6 separate regions of the Mus musculus genome follow, and all the other regions are linked to region 1. The links are chromatin contacts, called in public ChIA-PET, HiChIP or PLAC-seq and promoter capture Hi-C maps. All regions are on one chromosome and are shown on one strand. The core of a region is the stretch at or near the end of the contact, and the rest is flanking DNA. Distances in the headings are between cores, read along the strand shown. Region 1 holds the start of Msto1 (misato 1, mitochondrial distribution and morphology regulator). Region 2 holds the start of 4632404H12Rik (RIKEN cDNA 4632404H12 gene). Region 3 holds the start of Mef2d (myocyte enhancer factor 2D). Region 4 holds the start of Glmp (glycosylated lysosomal membrane protein). Region 5 holds the start of Pmvk (phosphomevalonate kinase). Region 6 holds the start of Pbxip1 (pre B cell leukemia transcription factor interacting protein 1).

Region 1 (2,882 bases), core at 136-2,635:
AGAGACAACGGTGCTTTTTCCAAAAACACTACTCTATGGCATTTACAGTGACTAGACACCTTTTACTGTGCATCGGAGAGCCACTGTGCTTGTAGCAGGTTTAAAGGTTTGGGACAGAGCCCCACCCCTCGTCATCACCTCTGCACTCAGAAGGCCCTGGAGGTTTGGGTTCTTTGGTTGGGCGTCATCTCTGTGTGTGCTGAGCTTCCCCTGCCTGAAAGAGTAAGAGTAAGCAGAGTTCTCCAGCCGTCTATGTACACACAGTGGGCCATGCTCACAGGAGCGGTACTTACCACGCTACTGCAGCCTCTAGCTGTCGGTCTCTGTAGAGGTTACCTTCTTCTTTTAGAGTGTTCAGACTACCTGCCCAGAAATGAAAGGCAAGGTTAAACCTAGGGGGTCATGTGATCAAGACTAAACTGATCACCTGTCAGGGAATATGGTGTGGCAGTTCCTCTCTACCTAGATGAGGTGTCCCTTTGTAGCCCTGAGTAGTTTCCAACAATACAGACAAATTGGTTTTGAACTCAGAGCTTCTACCTGCCTTGGCTGGGATTAAGGGCGTGCCCAACTACATGGCACTTGGATATACATTAGATGGGACAGGGAATATGGAATCCATCCTTCTCTCAAAAGCTGTGGTCCAGCCGGGCAGTGGTGGTTTACGCCTTTAATCCCAGCACTAGGGAGGCAGAGGCAGGCGGATTTCTGAGTTCGAGGCCAGCCTGGTCTACAAAGTGAGTTCCAGGACAGCCAGGGCTATACAGAGAAACCCTGTCTCGAAAACAAACAAACAAAAAAACAAAACAAGCTGTGGTCCGTCTGTAGGTGTGAGTGCAAGCAGCTTAACATTATACTGACAATTCCAGAGCCAGATCCTGAAGTAAACTTGCCTTTTCGACATCGTCGGGGGTTGTGCCCGATCCGGTATCTGAAGTGAACTGATGCTAGGGCCCTCGCACGCCACACGGGAAAACTTGGCTGAGCCCACCATCGCCTCACCTTTCAGATCCATTAGGATGAGTCGAGGCGTATAGGTTTCCTGGCCATGCAGTGTCCGGCCTGTTCTGTACAAGACGTCGGGGCACAGCTCGCCTGGCGACTCTTCGTCCTCGGCCATGCGTCCCAGCGCAGCATCCTGTAGGGGTCACAGGGCTGAGCGGAGGGGGAAGAGGGGCAGGGCCGGTACTGTCTGCGGGGAACGCCGGGCTGCCGCTAGGTGCCTGACCTGCTGGTTCCACCAGTGCGCCCCCACGAAACCCGCGAAATGTCCCAACTGCAGCGTGAGCACCTCGCGGGCCCCGCCCGCCATACCGCCGCTGCTCTTGGGCACTCCACTGCCGCCGCGGGCCCATCAGCCGGAGGGGGCGGCTCCCGCGCGAGCACGTGCTTTCCCGTTGGCCTCCCGATTCGTTGGTCTCCGAGGCCGCAGCTCACGCCCCGCCTCTTCCTCTTCTTGGAATGTAGGAAGCTGCCGCGATCGGCTGTTGTCTCTCCGTTCCTTCTGCGCCTCAGACTGTGGCGGGTCTGGCCAAGGTCATGGAAGGTTCTCTCACCTGCTTCTGTCTCTCTTCGCGCAGATGCCCCTCTCCTGTAGCTAATAATTCACGCGAGGGGATAAAAAAAATCTGAGGGGGAATTCGACTCCTCTGGATCCTCCCACTCACTTCCTTTTCCCATCTCTAATGTCCCAGCCCTGCTAAACCAGTGGGCTGGCCCCATGGTTCGGTTTCTGTTAGGTTCTGGGGAAGATTGTAGTCCCTTTCTCGCGTGTTCATGTAGTTTGATTGTACTTAAGTGCTCTTTTCATTTATTCTTTGACTTGGTTCGTTATTTTTATCTTTTTGAGATGGATTCTCAGTATGTAACCCCTGGCTGGCCTGAAATGACTGTGTAAAGCAGGCTGGCTTCAAACTCAAAAGAAATCAAGCCTCCACTTCCGGAGTGCTGGAATCAAAGGCCGTGCCACTGATAAGGTTGGGAACAGTCTTTTGTTTGCTTGTTTGTTTGTCTTGAGACAGGGTTTCTTTGTATAGCCCTGGCTGTCCTGGAACTCACTTTGTAGACCAGGCTGGCCTCAAACTCAGACATCTGTCTGCCTCTGCCTCCCAAGTGCTGGGATTAAAGACGTGTGCCACCATACCCGGCTGTGGGAACAGTCTTTTATGTTTTTATAAACGTTTGGCTATCCAATTTGTAGAGCGTTTCCAAGCCGCATGTGATGGCTGGAACCTGTAAGCCCTCCTAGGATGCGGAGAGAGATTATTCATCCTTGGCTCCGAAGCAAGTTGAAGGCTCACCTGACTGCATGAGACCATATCTAAGTTACAAAACAAACAAAACAAATTACTATTCCAAATGGCTTGCTCTGTTTCTTTTGGACCATCTAGTATTCACTTATGAATAAAATAAATGGGTCCAGGCAAAATCCTCGATGGGTTAAGGGGAGCTTGGGAGCTGCCAAGCCTGCAGACCAGAGTTCTAACCTGAGCACCCACAGGGTAGTACGGAACCAAATCCCTAGCTGTGTACATTATTCTGAACATAAGCACATTGCTAGTAAAATACTTAGAAAAATGCATCATATAGAACAGTATTTTAAAGAATGACTGCCTTTTAATTTTGAGATTTTTTTTTAGATTTATTTCTTTTTTTAAGATTTATTTATTATTATAAGTAAGTACACTGTCGCTGTCTTCAGAGACACTAGAAGAGGGCATCAGATCTCATTACAGGTGGTTGTGAGCCACCACGTGGTTGCTGGGATTTGAATTCAGGACCTCTGGAAGAGCAATGAGTGCTCTTAACCTCTGAGCCATCTCTCCAGCCCCTCTTTTCTTTCTTTCTTTTTTTATTTTTCGAGACAGGGTTTCTCTGTGTAG
Region 2 (2,882 bases), core at 217-2,716, 860 kb after region 1:
GACAATAACAATAAAGGAAGCAGGCAAGCAGACAGAACAGGGTAAAGGACGTGGAGACAGACTTAGAAGTTCTGCTCAGTATCTATACATCCTGACCTTTATCTGTAAAATACAGGTTAAAGCACTCACCTTGCAATGGTGTTAAGGGTTAGAAATATTTGCTTAGTATTCCTGGCTTGGGGAATGCTTGATAAATTAGACTTTTTACAATTACTCTTTTTGTGTGTGATGATGGGGGAGGGTGTCAAATTTGGAGCTTCTACTAGCTAAGCAAGCATTCTACCACACCCTCAGCCCTTATTTATTAGTTATTTGGCCGAGAAAGGAGTTTACTAAGTTATCCAGGTAGGCCTTGGCCTTCTGACTCTCCTAGATAGTTGCGACTACAACCCTGTTCTGCTAGGACTGGCTTACCCTAGTATTTTATGCTTCCAGCTTGTGGACATAGGCACAAAGATGGTATGCAGCTAAATGTTCAGGCTGCTCTGGTCATTAGAAAAACCAGCCCCACCCACACACCCACACTCATCCCCCCAGGCTCAAAGAACACGAATTTCTTAAAACATACGGAGTTAAACTTGGCCTAGTAAAGCTTTCTGCTAACATCACTGAGTGAATCAGTAGCCCAGCACCAAGGTACAGTCAGCTTCCAAAAAACATAGAGGTGGTGACGGTAGACGGGCCAACGGCTCACATGATGAATTGGTCCCAAACCCATCAGGCCTTACAACATCCTGGCACCTGCCAGTTTGCAGCTCTGGGTTTCAGGACCCTCCGTTGTCCTTTGTGATAGTGCCACCTAGTGGGAACGACGAGGTACTGCCGCAAACTTCAAGCCCCGTTCAGGATCAGTGCGACGAGGTGGGAAGAAGAATAGCAGGTAGGCGTGGGTGTCGTCTATGCAACCCCTAGCTTAGTACTCTGCACTCACACATAACGAAGCCCTGTGATTCTGTGGAGGAAGCCGCACCATCTGTCCCCTCAGACGTAGCTGACCAGCGACCATACTCGATACTTCAGTATCCCTGCACAGAGCCTTTGGGAACAGGCTAAAGAGGCCTCCCCGTCTTGTACAGTGCCATTGTTGTGATGGAGAAACTGAGGCTCCCCAGGAGCGTAGATAACCCAAGGTCACACACCATAGAGGAACCGCAGGGAGATCCAAGTCCGTTTCTCCGACCGTAGCGAAAGGCGCCTTCCCGCCGCAGACGCGGAGGCCGGTGACCCGGCCCGACGACCCCCATGGGAATACAGGACAGACACGGCCATGCGCCGCACGCGGGGGCCGCGGGACGCAAGCAGGAAGCCAGAGTCCCGCGCGGGGAGCCCCTGGGAACACAGGCACCGGCCACGTGACAAGAGACGCCGGCCATGTGACAGGGAAGCGCTGGCAAAGGCCCCCCGGTGCACGGTCACGCACGACGCACGTACACGCACGGAAGCGCTTCGAGCAGCGAGGCGAGGGCCTAGGGTCACATGTGGAGGGTGACAGGCGCGGGCCGGGGGGCGGGAAAGACGCGCGGATCACGTGCCGGGGGCCGGAGCTCAGAGGTCACGTGAGGCCGGAGGCGGGGCCGCCGCGGAGGGGGAGGGGCGCGCGGCTTCCGGCGGCCGTGGGGGGGGTGGGCCGGCGAGCGGAGGGGGCCTGTCCCGGAGGTGGCGGCGGCGCCATCTTGGCGAAGGGGGGATCAGGAAGTGCGGACCGCGGCGGCGGCGGAGCCCGGAGCGGAGGCCGGAGGCTCCCGGCCCGCCGGCCCCGGAGCGGAGCGGAGCGGAGGATGCAGCAGCCGCAGCCGCAGGGGCAGCAGCAGCCGGGGCCGGGGCAGCAACTGGGGGTCCAGGGGGCGGCGCCGGGGGCCGGGGGCGGCCCGGGAGGGGGCCCGGGGCCAGGGCCCTGCCTGAGGCGGGAGCTGAAGCTGCTCGAGTCCATCTTCCACCGCGGCCACGAGCGCTTCCGCATTGCCAGCGCCTGCCTGGACGAGCTGAGCTGCGAGTTCCTGCTGGCCGGAGCCGGAGGGGCCGGGGCCGGGGCTGCGCCCGGACCCCATCTCCCCTCCCGGGGATCGGTGCCGGGGGACCCCGTCCGCATCCACTGCAACATCACGGTGAGGACCTCGCTTGCGCCACGCTGGGGGTCCCTTGTCTGGTGATCGAAATCACACCATACAACCTCCTGCTCTCGAAGGACCCGGAGGCCAGAGCCCCCCTCTTGGTGCTTGGCTCCTTCTCTCCAGGCTACACTTGTTTCTTCAGCTTGAGGTTCTGTGGTGCAGTCACAGTCTCTACTGTTGACCCCTGAGAGCAAGGGACATCGGGACATGTGGCCCCTCAACCACCTCCTCCTATGAATCCACCCACACCTCAGGTTTTATGATTTTGGCTCCTTCTGCTTACTCCTCCACAACTTTACCATGTCACCTAGAAATGACCCATTCTTCTCCCCACCCCAACTCTAATAAGATTCCAGGCCTGTGCTGGAAGGACGTAGCCTGGAACTCAGCCCGGTTCCATAATGACCCTTCTCAGTAGTTCTTTCCACTTATATGTACCCACCTGTAGGCTCCCTGCCTAGGCATCCCTCGTACAACCCCTCTTTGCTCCCTGAATTTCACTAAAGAATAGTGCCGTTCATTGACCCCACGTTGGATCTCCTCTTACTAACTCTGGTGTAACTAACCTTTAATTCCTCTTTTTGCCTTGGCTCGTAGCAGCTTTGCCACTTCCTCCCCACTCCTGGGGTCACATCTGCTTATCCTAGGTGACTGTCACCTTTTCTGGTGGTGACAGCAATGTGTGTTTTGAGCGGCAGCAGTGCCATCGCTCCCCAGTAGGCATCGTTCCATCCTACCTATCCTTGGTCAGGAGGCATCTTCCATGCGTCC
Region 3 (2,882 bases), core at 231-2,730, 770 kb before region 1:
TCCCAGGGCTTGGGGAAGGGCAGATGCCTTCACTCAAGTCTTGGGGGCAAACCAGACTGCTCAAGGAGTACTGGCAGCTCTGTGCCCCCACCCCCCATACTACTAGGAAAACTAAGGAGCAACATTTGGGGACCATGTGTGATCCTACATAAATCAGGCTTCTGGAAGGAGGGGCAAAGTGGAAGGGTTGAAAAGGGAGGCCGAGGGACTAGAAGCCTACGTGCTTCCTGTTTAAGGAGGTACATATATGCCTCCAAGCTCTTTGCAGAATAGTCCTATTGAACTGGCCCACTATGAGCCTTTTCTGAACTCACGCAGGCCCTAAAAGGGCTCATTTTCAGCTGAGCAGCCCGTGTGGGTCATACAGTGCAACACGAGGCACTGTACTAGTCTACTGGGAACTAAACTCACACCAAATTCACAAGTTATGTACCTGGCCTTACCACCTTCAGCTTACCCAAGAGGATGGAGAGTTAAGAGATGTGCTTTGCTCTTTTCAGAAATAGTGGAAAATTTTGAACCAAAACAGTCTGACTCCGAGATTATAAATTTTCTAACCCACCACTTGTCGCCTCTTCTCATCTCTCCCACAAGAAGCCAGAACAGGGACTTTGTTCAGTAAAGCAGACCCTAGCTTGTTGAAGAACCTCTTGCTTCTGTTTTGCTAAGGCTTTGAAGTCCACGCCAGACTCTGTCATTTCCTCAAGCTCCAGGTAGAGCCAGCCGAGGACTTGTTAGTGACAGGATGCGGACAGGAAGTCTGACGGGTTAAAGGTCCAGAAGCAATGGAGCGCACAATCTTGTTGTGAAGCACTTAAAAATTCACCACGCCCAGAGGCCGTCGGGGATTTTAAAAGATTTTTTTTTTTGAGAGAGTTATATTTCTTCAAGACAAGGCTTCTGGATGTTTCCTGTGAGGCAAGGGAGGTAGTGGTTGGGGTCCCGCCCCTTTAAATTGCCCCCTCCGTAGTTAAGTGCGCTGGGGCCCGCAGGCACTAAAAGATTAGATCACCCGAGAATTATGCACTGTAGCTTTAAATGTCTGGGCGTCAACCGAGCCGGGTCAGGGGAAAGGAGGGGACCTGTCACAGGTAGAGGGAGCAGCGGAGCTCCCCAGGTAACCACGAGATAAGAGAGCGCGATCTGGCTTCGGAGCTTTGTCACACAGTAAGTGTAGGAGCTGGGGCCTACCAACACTCTTATCTCCCCAGAACTTATTTACTTAGATCCCTGCCAACTCTGGAGCTGGGGTGCTGAGGTACCCGCAGCCTCGCTCTGTCCCGCAGGCGGAGGGATCTGGGCTCCACGCGCCGTGGTCGCGCGCCCCAAAGGGGTGGGGCGCAGGCCGCGGGCAGGGGGCGGGGTTGCGTCCCAGGCCTCCCTGCCAGGCCCCGCCCCCAGCCCTGCGGGGCCCTCCCATTGGCCCCCTGCTTGTCCATCACTCTCGTCTTTTCCCCCCCTCCCATCTCGCAAGCTAGGCTGCGCGGTGCCTACGTCGGCCTCGAGTCTGGGGCTGGAGGAGTTGCCTTTGGAGCCCGAAAGGAGGAAGGAAGCAAAATATCAACAACCGTCGAGGCGGCTTGGGCGCTCGGCTGCGTGCCTGCCGCCCGCCGCCGCCGCCCCCGCGCGCACCAGGGGGTCCCGGCCCTGTGGCGCCGCCCAGGCCGCGTGGACGCGGCGCCTTCGCTGTTTCCCGTCGGAGCTGCGGCTTCGCGTAACCGAGGATTCGGCGGACCGGGCCGAGGCTCCGGGCGCCGTGACACCCCGTCCCCCCCACGGGCTGGTGAGTCACGACGCGCGTCGGCCCCTTTAAGAACCCCTCCCCCACGCCGCGCGGCCGGGCTCAGGGTGGTCTGGAGCGCGAGGGGTGTACGGGCGCCCTGGCACGAGCGTCCCGGTCCGGGCGGGGCGACGGAGGCAGTGTTGGTGCTGGGGTGTCTGCTGTGACAGCCGCGCCTGGTACCCGAGCCCCCGTCGCCTCGCGCCTTGGCGGGCGCAACGCACGTGGCTCCGGCCGCGATTTCGCGCCCGTGGGGGCCCCCTTGGTCGGGCGTGTCAGCAACGCCGGCTGGAGAACCCCTGGACAGTAGTTTGCAGCTGTTAACACCTGGCAGGACCTCTCCAGGCCTTTCTCTTGGACGGTGCGGTGCGGGCCGAGTCAGTGCGAGTGGGGTTCGAGTGGTGAGGCTGGCCCAAGGGACTACTGTGCTCCCGGCCTCCCACCTCAGAGATGGGGCAGGGAGGCCTCCCAGAGATTCCATCGAGCCCTCGGGGTTCCCAGTGGCCCTGGACTACCCAGCTTGTCCTGAGTGCCAGTTCTGCCTACGACTGACCGGCACATTGGGGCCAGGCTAGGGGAGTACAGTGGGTGGATCCCGTTCCCTCCTGCCCTACCCGTGTGAGTTTCCTCCGAGGCCTGTTTGGCTGTGTGAGTGGTGGATCTTACCCCTCCCCCTAGCCCTCAGTGGGTCTGAGCTGCCTGACTGTGGGAAGTTTGCCGTCTGGGACGGTGACCTTGGGCTGCTCTGGCCGGATCTCGGAGAGGAGCCTACTGAGTGCGCTTGGCCTTGGGAGCTGTCCACCTTCTGTTCGTCTCCCTGTATCCGCGGTAGGTATCCGCCGAGGGGAGCATTGGCGAGTTACCTGACAGTGTTCTCAGACACCCAGCTTCTGGCCTCTGGCCACCGAGCCCCAGTGCTCAGCCTGGCTGTCCCAACTCCCATGGCCTTGCCTGTGAATGAATTTCCTTCCTGCGTCTTCCAGGATGGGGGTGGGGTGGGATGATTGTGGGAGTGGCTGAGAACCTTGTTATGTAGGGTGGTTGGGGAATTCTGGAGCTTCTGTAGAGCACTTTTCCCATATACCCCAGAAATGGACACTGA
Region 4 (2,882 bases), core at 165-2,664, 590 kb before region 1:
TGGTTCAAATTTGTACTGTGCATTAGTCTAACAGATTTAAGTTGGAGATGGAGAAAATGCTCAGTAATGAAGAGCACTGACTTCTTCCAGAGGACCCAAGGTTTGATTCCCATCATCTCCATGGTAGCTCACAGCCATCTGTAACTCCAGCCTCAGAGGATCTGACATCCTCTTCTGGTCTCTGAGGACACCAGACACAGACAGACATACAGGCAAAATACTTTACATGTTAAGATTTTAGGAAAAACAGGCTGGTTGTGGTGCTCATGCCTTTAATTCCAGCAGAGGAGGTAGAGGCAGGCAGGTGGATCTTTAATAGTTCAAGGCCGGCCTGGTATGTATAAAGAGTTCCTGGACAGCCAGTCCCTGCCTACTTGGTAATCTAATAAATGAAATGCATTTACCTGCTGAACATCTCATGCCCCAGACCTTGAATTTCTGGTCTTCCTCTTCTCACCTCTTGGCTGGAATTAGGGTGTCTTGGTCCCCTTGTAGAAACAAGCCTCCATTCCTGTTTGGTTCTGTTTTCTGAGACTACCATACCTAAGGATTCTTTTATTATTCTTTTACTTTTTTTGTTTGTGTTTTTGTCTTTGTTTTTTCAAGACAGGGTTTCTCTGTGTAACCCTGGTGTCCTAGCACTCACTTTTCTCAAACTCAGAAATCCGCCTGCCTCTGCCTCCCAAGTGCTGTGATCAAAGGTGTGCGCCACCACCGCCCGGCATTCTTTTACATTTTACTGCACTTGTTTTATGTGAGCAATGCACAGAATGCATGTGTAAATCAGGTTACAGCTTCTGGCAATTATTTTTCTCCTTCTACCGCGTTGGTCCTGAATATATATCCAACTCATGTTCAGTTTAGAGCAAATGCTGAGGCATCTTGCTGACCCCCAAGGGTTCTTTTATATCCAATTCCTCTCTATATCTTTCCTTTTTTGTTTTGAAGATTTTTTTTTATTATTATATCTAAGTACACTGTAGCTGTCTTTAGCTGCACCAGAAGAGGACGTCAGGTCTCATTACGGATGGTTGTGAGCCACCATGTGGTTGGTGGGATTTGAACTCAGGACCTTCGGAAAAGCAGTCAGTGCTCTTAACCACTGAGCCATCTCTCCAGCCCTCTCTATATCTTTCTAGCACAGAGCAGTAACATACAAATTACTCTGTTAAATTGTGTGGAAATTTTAATCTGGGTTTATTCACCAGAGGTGATGTAGGTGGGGCCGGTAGGGTGTCTGCAGTAAGGTAGGAGTATGTTTGCACAGCTAGTCTAGGATGCCTAGGCCAACCTGTTGATGATAAAATACCTGTTCACCTTGAGCTTTCGGGAGGCTATTCCAACTTAAACAGATCTGGGTTAATAGAAGCGGCCCCTTTAAGAACTTTGTTGGCCCGCCCTCAAAAGGGATCAGCAGGAAAGGAGTCATGTGACTCTGAGGCTCTTCCGCTGAGTTTAACTAGCTGTGGCTGTATGTTTCGCTGTTGGGGACCTCACTGGGGCTGGGTCCCCTGTGCCCCTACCCCATGGCTCCTTTTGAGTCTACTTGTGTGTTCAGCTCCATTTGGCCTGCAGGGAGAAGAGACTCGCCAGGTAAGGGCTCTGGAACTGAAGTTATAGATGTTTCCGGAAATCCTACCTTTCTAGGATGACCGGAATCTGGGACAACAGAGGGGTGGAAGGTGGATGCAAGAGAGATAACAACCCAGAGAGCTCAGTGTGGAGTCACGAGTGATTGGAAGAATTGTGGAGGGGTCAGGCATGACTGCGTCCTGCTTTCTGACGATGTCTGAGCCATGGCTCAGCCATTGTAGCCCAGGAACAGGCAAGTTTGGGGACTTAAAAGCCTTGTTAGCTCTGAGCCCTCTGAGTAATCCTGGATCCACCCTATGTTCTCAACCCTACATCTGCCCCTGATTCCAAGTTCCCCTCAGTTTCTACATTTCCCTCTTGCCTGGTCCTCAAGAGCCCTTGCATTGCCCAGGTCCTGTCCTCCACCTACAAGCTGCAGCTTTGCCTGTGAGCATACCTGATCTTGCTCCTTCCGCCCCACTACCCCGTGTTCCAGGTATCTATGGAGGTTATTTCCGGCTGGCCAAATCCACAGAACCTGCTTCATATTCGGGCAGTGGGCAGCAACTCCACCCTGCACTATGTGTGGAGCAGCCTGGGGCCTCCAGCTGTGGTGCTGGTGGCCACTAACACCACTCAGAGTGTCCTGAGTGTCAACTGGAGTCTCCTGCTGTCTCCCGATCCTGCTGGGGCCCTGATGGTGCTCCCCAAGAGCAGCATACAGTTTTCTTCTGCTCTCGTCTTCACCAGGGTGAGGGTCTGAAGGAGCCCAGAGAGAAGATCACAAGAAGAGAGTCCATCCTACCCCCAGGGCGAGGGACGGGTTTAGCCCAGGGTGGGTGAAGTGAATGCAGTTTTGGGTGGGGTGACTGGGAGGGATATTCAAGAGAAAGCCAGAGGGAGGCAAGCCTCTTCCACTCTACCCTGTCCCCAGCTGCTTGAGTTTGACAGCACCAATGCGTCCGAGGGGGCACAGCCTCCAGGAAAGCCATACCCTCCGTACTCCTTGGCCAAGTTCTCCTGGAACAATATCACCAACTCATTGGATCTTGCCAACCTGAGTGCCGATTTTCAAGGCCGCCCTGTAGATGATCCTACTGGAGCATTCGCCAATGGCAGCCTGACCTTCAAGGTGAGGCTATGGGGAAGGAACTGGAAATGACTGATGAGGGTGGGAGTATCTGTCCCTCAAGCTCCATTCTCCCCACATGGCTTCCTTCTCCTTCCAAGGTCCAAGCCTTTTCTAGATCTGGTCGACCTGCTCAGCCCCCTCGCCTCCTGCACACAGCAGATGTCTGCCAGTTAGAAGT
Region 5 (2,882 bases), core at 108-2,607, 550 kb after region 1:
ATATAGGCTTCGTTGGCCTGGTGAGAGCCAGCTTTCGGTGGGACCCAGAGAAATATTTATTGCACAGAGGTGGGACAATGTGCTGACTTACAAACTGTGAAATCACAGTGCTTAAAACAAACAGTCTGCTGTGAGTGGATACTTTAAAGTTTACAAAGTATTTTGTTGTACAGTTCTGCTTTCCTCTGTTTACCAAGCCTCTCACTTCCTTCTCTTTATTTTATTTTATTTTATTTTATTTTATTTTATGGCCCAGGCTGGCCTGGAATTTGTCTGCTTCCATTTCCAGTGCTGGCTGGCACTTGCCACTAAACCTAGTTTATTCAGTGCTGGCCCTCAAACCTAGGCTTAGGCAGAGGCTCTATCAACAGACAGACATCCTCAGTTCTGGCGATCCTCCCCGGTCCACTCTTTCTGTACCTGACCACTCCTGTTCTTTATTTTAAAATGATTTATGTGTTTTGCCCGTATGTCTGTGTACCTCGTGCATGCAGTTCCCACAGAGGCTAAGGGAGGGCTTTAGGTCCTCTGGAACTGCAGTTCCAGCTGGTTATGAGCGGCTAGGTGGGTGTTCAGCAAGGGCAGCCAGTGCTCTTAGCTGCGGAGTCATCTCTTCGCCGAAGCCTCTTTCGAATACGCAAAGAAATGATTTTCCTAAGAGTTTCTTTACGTTTCACTTTGGTTTTCACAAGACTTTGCAGTCTTATACACTGGAGGCAGTCATAGGCTGCAGGCTTTATTTTGATAAGCTTAGAAAAATGTAGGACAGCAATTTATATCTACAGATAACAGTAAGTAGGTGTCAGAACACTCTTAGTTTTGCCTCTCAACTTCTGGCTGGATGTTGGTCTCCGGAGGAAATTGGGTAATCTTGTTCAGAGTGGCGTCAAAACTCCTTAACCTAAGTTACTAATGTCACCAATGTTCTTTTTCGAGATTCTGAAAAGCTTTGGAGAGGAGTATGCGGCTAAAGAAAAGATCACTTAGTTCCAGCTGGAGGCTTCAGCAGTTACAAAACCTTTTCAACAGTGAAATAGCATACTGTTCATTAAACCCCTCCCTCGCTATGACGTCAAGAAACACACCCTATCATGTCATTGTCTGGTTACTTCTTTGGAAAGAGCTATTTTTAGTGCGGGGCAAACACATATTTGCTTTAGAGCATGAGTTATAACGTACAAATTAAAAGGCAGATTTGAAAATGCCTTCAACATTACTATTTTTCTTTATCTTTATGTTTGGCCGGTTGTGTAGAAGGGAACTTGAGGCTAGTCTTTCCAGCGTCACTCTCGGCTCACCTTGTCAGCCGAGAAGGCGGGGCCATGACGTCACATCTGGGCGGGCGTGGACTGTTCTAAGTGCGTGCTGCGCAGGGGGGGGAGGGCGGGGGGGGGCGGGAAAGGTACTTAGATACTAGGCTGCAAGGCTCTTTCCCTTCCAGTTTCTACGCCCATTCTCTGCGCGCTGGTTTCGATGTGGGCTGTGTAGTGTGGAGAAGGAGTGGGATCCCTCCTCCTTTTTGCTTCTACTGAGCGGGTCCACTTCGTGCTTGGCTGCATTTCAGGGGTCCGAAGTGTCAGCTTTAGGCCTGGTGAAGCTTGGTGGCACCATGGCCCCGCTCGGAGCCTCCCCGCGTCTGGTGCTGCTGTTTAGCGGGAAGAGAAAATCCGGGAAGGACTTCGTGACCGAGAGGCTGAAGAGCAGGTGTCCGCGGGTGCAGGGAAACCGAGGAAGGGCGCTACCGCAAGTGATGGAGGGCTTTATGGAGGGAGCTCGTGGAGGGCAAGGAGGGACAGGATGACAGGGCAGGGGAAGGCAGACCCTCACGGTCAGTAAAACAGCAGCCTGCACAAATCTCCCTCAAAGAACTAGGGGACTGCCACTGCAGATCTATGAAGATGTAGCTCTGCCTTCAAGAAACATGAATTACTACTATTACTATGCTGGCACCTTCAACGTGCCATTCCTGTTTGATGATTGTGGTCTGAGGTAACTGGCCTAGATAAGGAGACTAACAAGACTGTAAAGGTTTTTTTTCAAGACCACGTCCTGAGTGTGTCTGCTGCAAAGAGAATCTGCCCAGAACACCCTGCAATGGCAGGAATTTATGGAATATTCTATGCCAGGTGTTGTGCGTCTATATCATCTCATTTAACCTATTTAGCTTCTTTACCAAATAGTGGTATTAGCAATCCCATGTCACAGATGCAGAAGCAGGGGCCCTTAGGAGCTAAAACCTGGTGTGTGTGTGTGTGTCTCTGTGTGTGTGTGTCTGTGTGTGTGTGTGTCTGTGTGTGTGTCTCTGTGTGTGTGTGTCTCTGTGTGTGTGTGTGTGTGTGTGTGTGGTCCAGCAGCAGGGAGAGCTCATACATGTAGGAGTTCAAGGCCAGAGTGGACAACATGGTGAATTTTTAGTATTAAAATTTTTAAATTTGCTAGGGTTATAAAGTAGCAAACTCAGGATTTAAATTCAGCTTGGCCTGCCTGGAGACACCGTTCACTCACTCTGCCCTGCCTGGAAACACCATTCACTCATTCTGTCCTTCCTTTCTAGATATTTATTTTCAAAGATGTGTTTATGTGATGGGTGTGGGTTTGTGCCTTGGTGTGTGCGAGTGTTCTTGGAAGCCAGAAGAGGGCAGGTGATCCCCAGAACTGGAGTTACAGATGGTTGTGAGCCTTCATGTGGGTGCTGGGAATAGAGCCTTGGTCTGTAAGAAGAGCAGCACTGGGATTAAAGGCATGTGCCACCACACTTGGCCCATCTTCAGCTTTTAAGAAAGCATGGTTCTCGGGGTTGAGCTAAGACTGTCAGGCTTCTGAGGCTCGCCTTTCCCCCAGCCTTTTATTTTTCTTAAGTGATAAGAAAATATTCTAGGAAA
Region 6 (2,882 bases), core at 124-2,623, 520 kb after region 1:
AGCCAAGGCCTCTGGCATCAGGGCCTGAGCTCTGGATTTAAACCTTCCAGTTCCCTTGCGTCCAGAGTTTTTATTTCAGACATTTATTTGGGGTGCCCAAGGAGGTGACAGGTGAAGATACTTTGGGCTGACCTGAGGATCTGAGTTCAATCTCTGAAACCCATGGGTGGAAGGAGAGAACTGACATGGCAGCTTGCCCTCTGCCCTGTGTCCCACGGCTGGTATGTATCCTCACACACAAGTAAGGTGGGGTTTTTGTTTGTTTGTTTGGTTGGTTGGTTTTAAATATGAGTTTTCAGGCTGGATGGCTCACCAGTTAAGAACTCCTGTTTTTTTCCAGAGGACTCAGGTTCAAGTCCCAGCACCCACGTGGCAGCTCACAACCATCTGTAACTCTAGAATGCTACAGCCATGCTGGCAAAACACCCATCCACATAAAAATTTGAAATTTCTTAAATGCTTCCCCTTCCATTTTACAGATGACAGACAGCGCTCCACTGCTGGGTCACATCCAGCCCTGACTTTAATTTGTGGATGCTTTTCTGCCTCGGTTCTTCCATTGTTTTTGTTTGAGTTTTTTTTTTTTTTTTTTTTTTTGCTTTTGTTTTAGTTTGGTTTTGGTTTGGGATTTGTTTAGTAGCCCAGGCTGGACTTCAACATCCACTTCTTCAGTCTTTCCAGTGGTGGGATTATAGCACCTCCCTCCATTAATTTTTTAAAAATTTATTATCTTGTGTCTGTATGATCTCTTGAGGTGCAAACATGTGCACACGTGGAGGTTTTACCCAGCTAAGACATCCCACAGGGTGTGCGTGTGCATGTGTAGCAGGATCTCACTATGTAGCCCTCACTGGCCTGGAACTCACTATATATAGATTTGGCTGATATCAAACTCAAGAGATCCACCTGCACACCTGCCTCTGTCTCCCAGGAGCTGGCACCACCATGCTTGGCCGTCTTCCATATCCAAAGTAGTGGCATCCTTAGTCTGCATTGGGGCGGATAAGAGTGGTGAGAGGGCTATTTCTAAACCCACAACTTGCACTGGACCCCATCCCCCATCCTACAGCTGTCTCTGTCTATCCTGGGACCAACATGGCACCTGGTCCTTGCCCCCTCATCAGACAGCACCTTTCAGTTTTAGGTCTTCCTACTAGACACTAGACACTGAGAAAAGAGGGGAGGTCTCCCAAATTTACTTTGCTGGAGACCAAATTGCCCACCAAAAAAGATAAACCAAGGGAGAGAGGTACTGCGTAGACCTTCTCTCCCCTGCCTGGGCGTTCAAGTCCAGCTTTTCATTGGTCAAAAGTTCCCCCTCACCCCCCCCCCCCGCGGGGAAGTCGACTTTTCACTGGTCAAACACTAGCCACGTGACTCCCCTCTTGTCTTCCTGGGCTGGGAGGTTGCAACAAGTTAAGCTGAAGACTGAAGCGAGGAGCTGGGTCAGGTAAAGGAGTCCTTGCCGGGAAGGGGCGTTACAGACTCCCACTTTATCCCCAGATAACAAAAGAGGGCAAAGCTGTATAAAAGGAGTGGGCAGCCCCGGCGTCCACATACTGCCCAACACAGGACCGAAGGGCGGGGAAGGAGGGAGACAGATGATTCCGAAGCAGGAACTCAGGCAAGTTTTTGTGGTCCCAGGTCCTTCCCTTTAAAGGTCAGACAGAGAAGGAAGTTAGAGACAATCAAGGGCATATCAAACCAGACTTCCCAGTTTTGTGCAGACTGGGAACACTCTCTTTTTTAGAAACAGCAGAAGTTTTTGTGAAATCCTGCCTGAGTGAAAAGGGGAGAGAGAGTAGTGGGTGGGTTTTCTTCTTAGAGGTCAAAGACTGCCCTAAAATCACAGCTGGGAAGGGTGGCAGCTAAGTGGGCTCTGGATTGCTTAGACAGGCTTCCTAATAAGGTATTAATGTGCCGATGTGCCGGCCTGGGAAAGCGGGGATGCTTTTTGGTATCAAGGGTTGGGACCCCGAGTGCAGGGGTTCTAGGAAGACTTCTGCTTCAGTTTTAGGTTTGTCTTGTTGACCTAAATACCATACCATTGCCGATTTCCATGGAGACGATGGGTCTGACATCACCCTGGTTGCCATGGTGCTGAGTTCTGGAGGACCTGAGCAGGCTGTAAACAGCCAGGGATAAACAGGGACCTCTGCTCTAGCTGCTGTGGCCACTTCCTTCCTGCTGCCACCTGTTAACAGTCACACACAGCAACTGGGGATGGCAGGACAGTGGAGGGACTGAGAGCCAAAAGCTGAAGGAAGATGGCTGTGTGGGTGTCACTAGAAGAAGGGGGTGGGGAGTTCGGGGTTTTTTGGGGACTTGGTATAGGGAAGTCATTGCAATTGTTTTGTCCCTGTGTGGGATGGGTATCAGTGTCTAGGAGACATGAGCATTGTGGAAGACACCACTAGATGTCCTTTACCTATCTTGGGCCTGAATCTTGCCCAACAGGAGCCACAGGATTTTTTTTTTTTTTAATGATTTATTTATTTAATGTAAGTACACTGTAGCTGTCTTCAGACACACCAGAAGAGGGAGTCAGATCTCGTTAGGGATGGTTGTGAGCCACCATGTGGTTGGTGGGATTTGAACTCAGGACCTTCGGAAGAGTAGTCTGGTGCTCTTACCTGCTGAGCCATTTCACCAGCCCCAGAGCCACAGGGTTTTTTAAGGCAATCATGCAGGACTTAAACCCAGTGGGAGTAGTTGGGGAGCATTTGGCTGGTACAGTCAAATTTCACATTCTGCCTTTTCTGCCAGTGGGTCAGCTAGCTGTCTGTCACTCCATCCTCTTACTTGATCCCGGTTGCACCGCCCTAGCCCAAGGGCACAGCCTTGCTTTATGCTGGTCTTTGGAAGTAGAGGGTGATACCTTA

Evidence for each region. Promoter capture Hi-C pulls out the DNA fragments that hold promoters and counts their contacts. ChIA-PET counts read pairs in DNA pulled down with a chosen protein or histone mark. HiChIP or PLAC-seq counts read pairs in DNA pulled down with a chosen protein or histone mark.
Region 2: an H3K4me3 HiChIP or PLAC-seq map of bone marrow-derived macrophages shows a contact between it and region 1, with 8 times the contacts expected there. The contact joins the promoter of 4632404H12Rik here to the promoter of Msto1 in region 1. A contact is called at or near these places in 2 of 115 datasets of contacts at active chromatin or transcription factors (T-cell acute lymphoblastic leukemia and bone marrow-derived macrophages) and 1 of 9 other capture datasets (liver).
Region 3: an RNA polymerase II ChIA-PET map of memory CD8 T cells shows a contact between it and region 1, with 21 read pairs. The contact joins the promoter of Mef2d here to the promoter of Msto1 in region 1. A contact is called at or near these places in 2 of 39 promoter capture datasets (liver and pre-B cells) and 2 of 115 datasets of contacts at active chromatin or transcription factors (memory CD8 T cells and pancreatic cancer cells).
Region 4: an H3K4me3 HiChIP or PLAC-seq map of bone marrow-derived macrophages shows a contact between it and region 1, with 4 times the contacts expected there. The contact joins the promoter of Glmp here to the promoter of Msto1 in region 1. A contact is called at or near these places in 8 of 39 promoter capture datasets (the 3T3-L1 cell line, embryonic stem cells, hematopoietic stem and progenitor cells and 4 more), 2 of 115 datasets of contacts at active chromatin or transcription factors (bone marrow-derived macrophages and memory CD8 T cells) and 3 of 9 other capture datasets (adipose tissue, embryonic stem cells and liver).
Region 5: a promoter capture Hi-C map of erythroid cells shows a contact between it and region 1, with 4 times the contacts expected there. The contact joins the promoter of Pmvk here to the promoter of Msto1 in region 1. A contact is called at or near these places in 1 of 39 promoter capture datasets (erythroid cells) and 1 of 115 datasets of contacts at active chromatin or transcription factors (pancreatic cancer cells).
Region 6: a contact with region 1 is called in an RNA polymerase II ChIA-PET map of memory CD8 T cells, with 5 read pairs. The contact joins the promoter of Pbxip1 here to the promoter of Msto1 in region 1. A contact is called at or near these places in 2 of 115 datasets of contacts at active chromatin or transcription factors (memory CD8 T cells and pancreatic cancer cells).

Annotation. Positions count from the first base shown.
Region 1 is chr3:88,912,565-88,915,446 of GRCm38.p6, forward strand. Msto1 (misato 1, mitochondrial distribution and morphology regulator) reads right to left here and starts at 1,386. Exons shown (of 14, transcript NM_144898.2): 1 at 1,229-1,386; 2 at 1,003-1,138; 3 at 294-363; 4 at 139-214. The coding sequence starts at 1,312.
Region 2 is chr3:89,771,934-89,774,815 of GRCm38.p6, forward strand. 4632404H12Rik (RIKEN cDNA 4632404H12 gene) reads right to left here and starts at 1,467. Exons shown (of 2, transcript NR_130957.1): 1 at 569-1,467. Ube2q1 (ubiquitin-conjugating enzyme E2Q family member 1) reads left to right here and starts at 1,676. Exons shown (of 13, transcript NM_027315.4): 1 at 1,676-2,105. The coding sequence starts at 1,779.
Region 3 is chr3:88,140,892-88,143,773 of GRCm38.p6, forward strand. It overlaps Mef2d (myocyte enhancer factor 2D), which reads left to right and starts at 1,481. Exons shown (of 12, transcript NM_001310587.1): 1 at 1,481-1,783.
Region 4 is chr3:88,323,609-88,326,490 of GRCm38.p6, forward strand. It overlaps Glmp (glycosylated lysosomal membrane protein), which reads left to right and starts at 1,415. Exons shown (of 6, transcript NM_020003.1): 1 at 1,415-1,593; 2 at 2,069-2,323; 3 at 2,507-2,704; 4 at 2,803-2,882. The coding sequence starts at 1,474.
Region 5 is chr3:89,457,761-89,460,642 of GRCm38.p6, forward strand. Pmvk (phosphomevalonate kinase) reads left to right here and starts at 1,358. Exons shown (of 5, transcript NM_026784.3): 1 at 1,358-1,704. The coding sequence starts at 1,610.
Region 6 is chr3:89,435,331-89,438,212 of GRCm38.p6, forward strand. Pbxip1 (pre B cell leukemia transcription factor interacting protein 1) reads left to right here and starts at 1,374. Exons shown (of 11, transcript NM_146131.2): 1 at 1,374-1,450.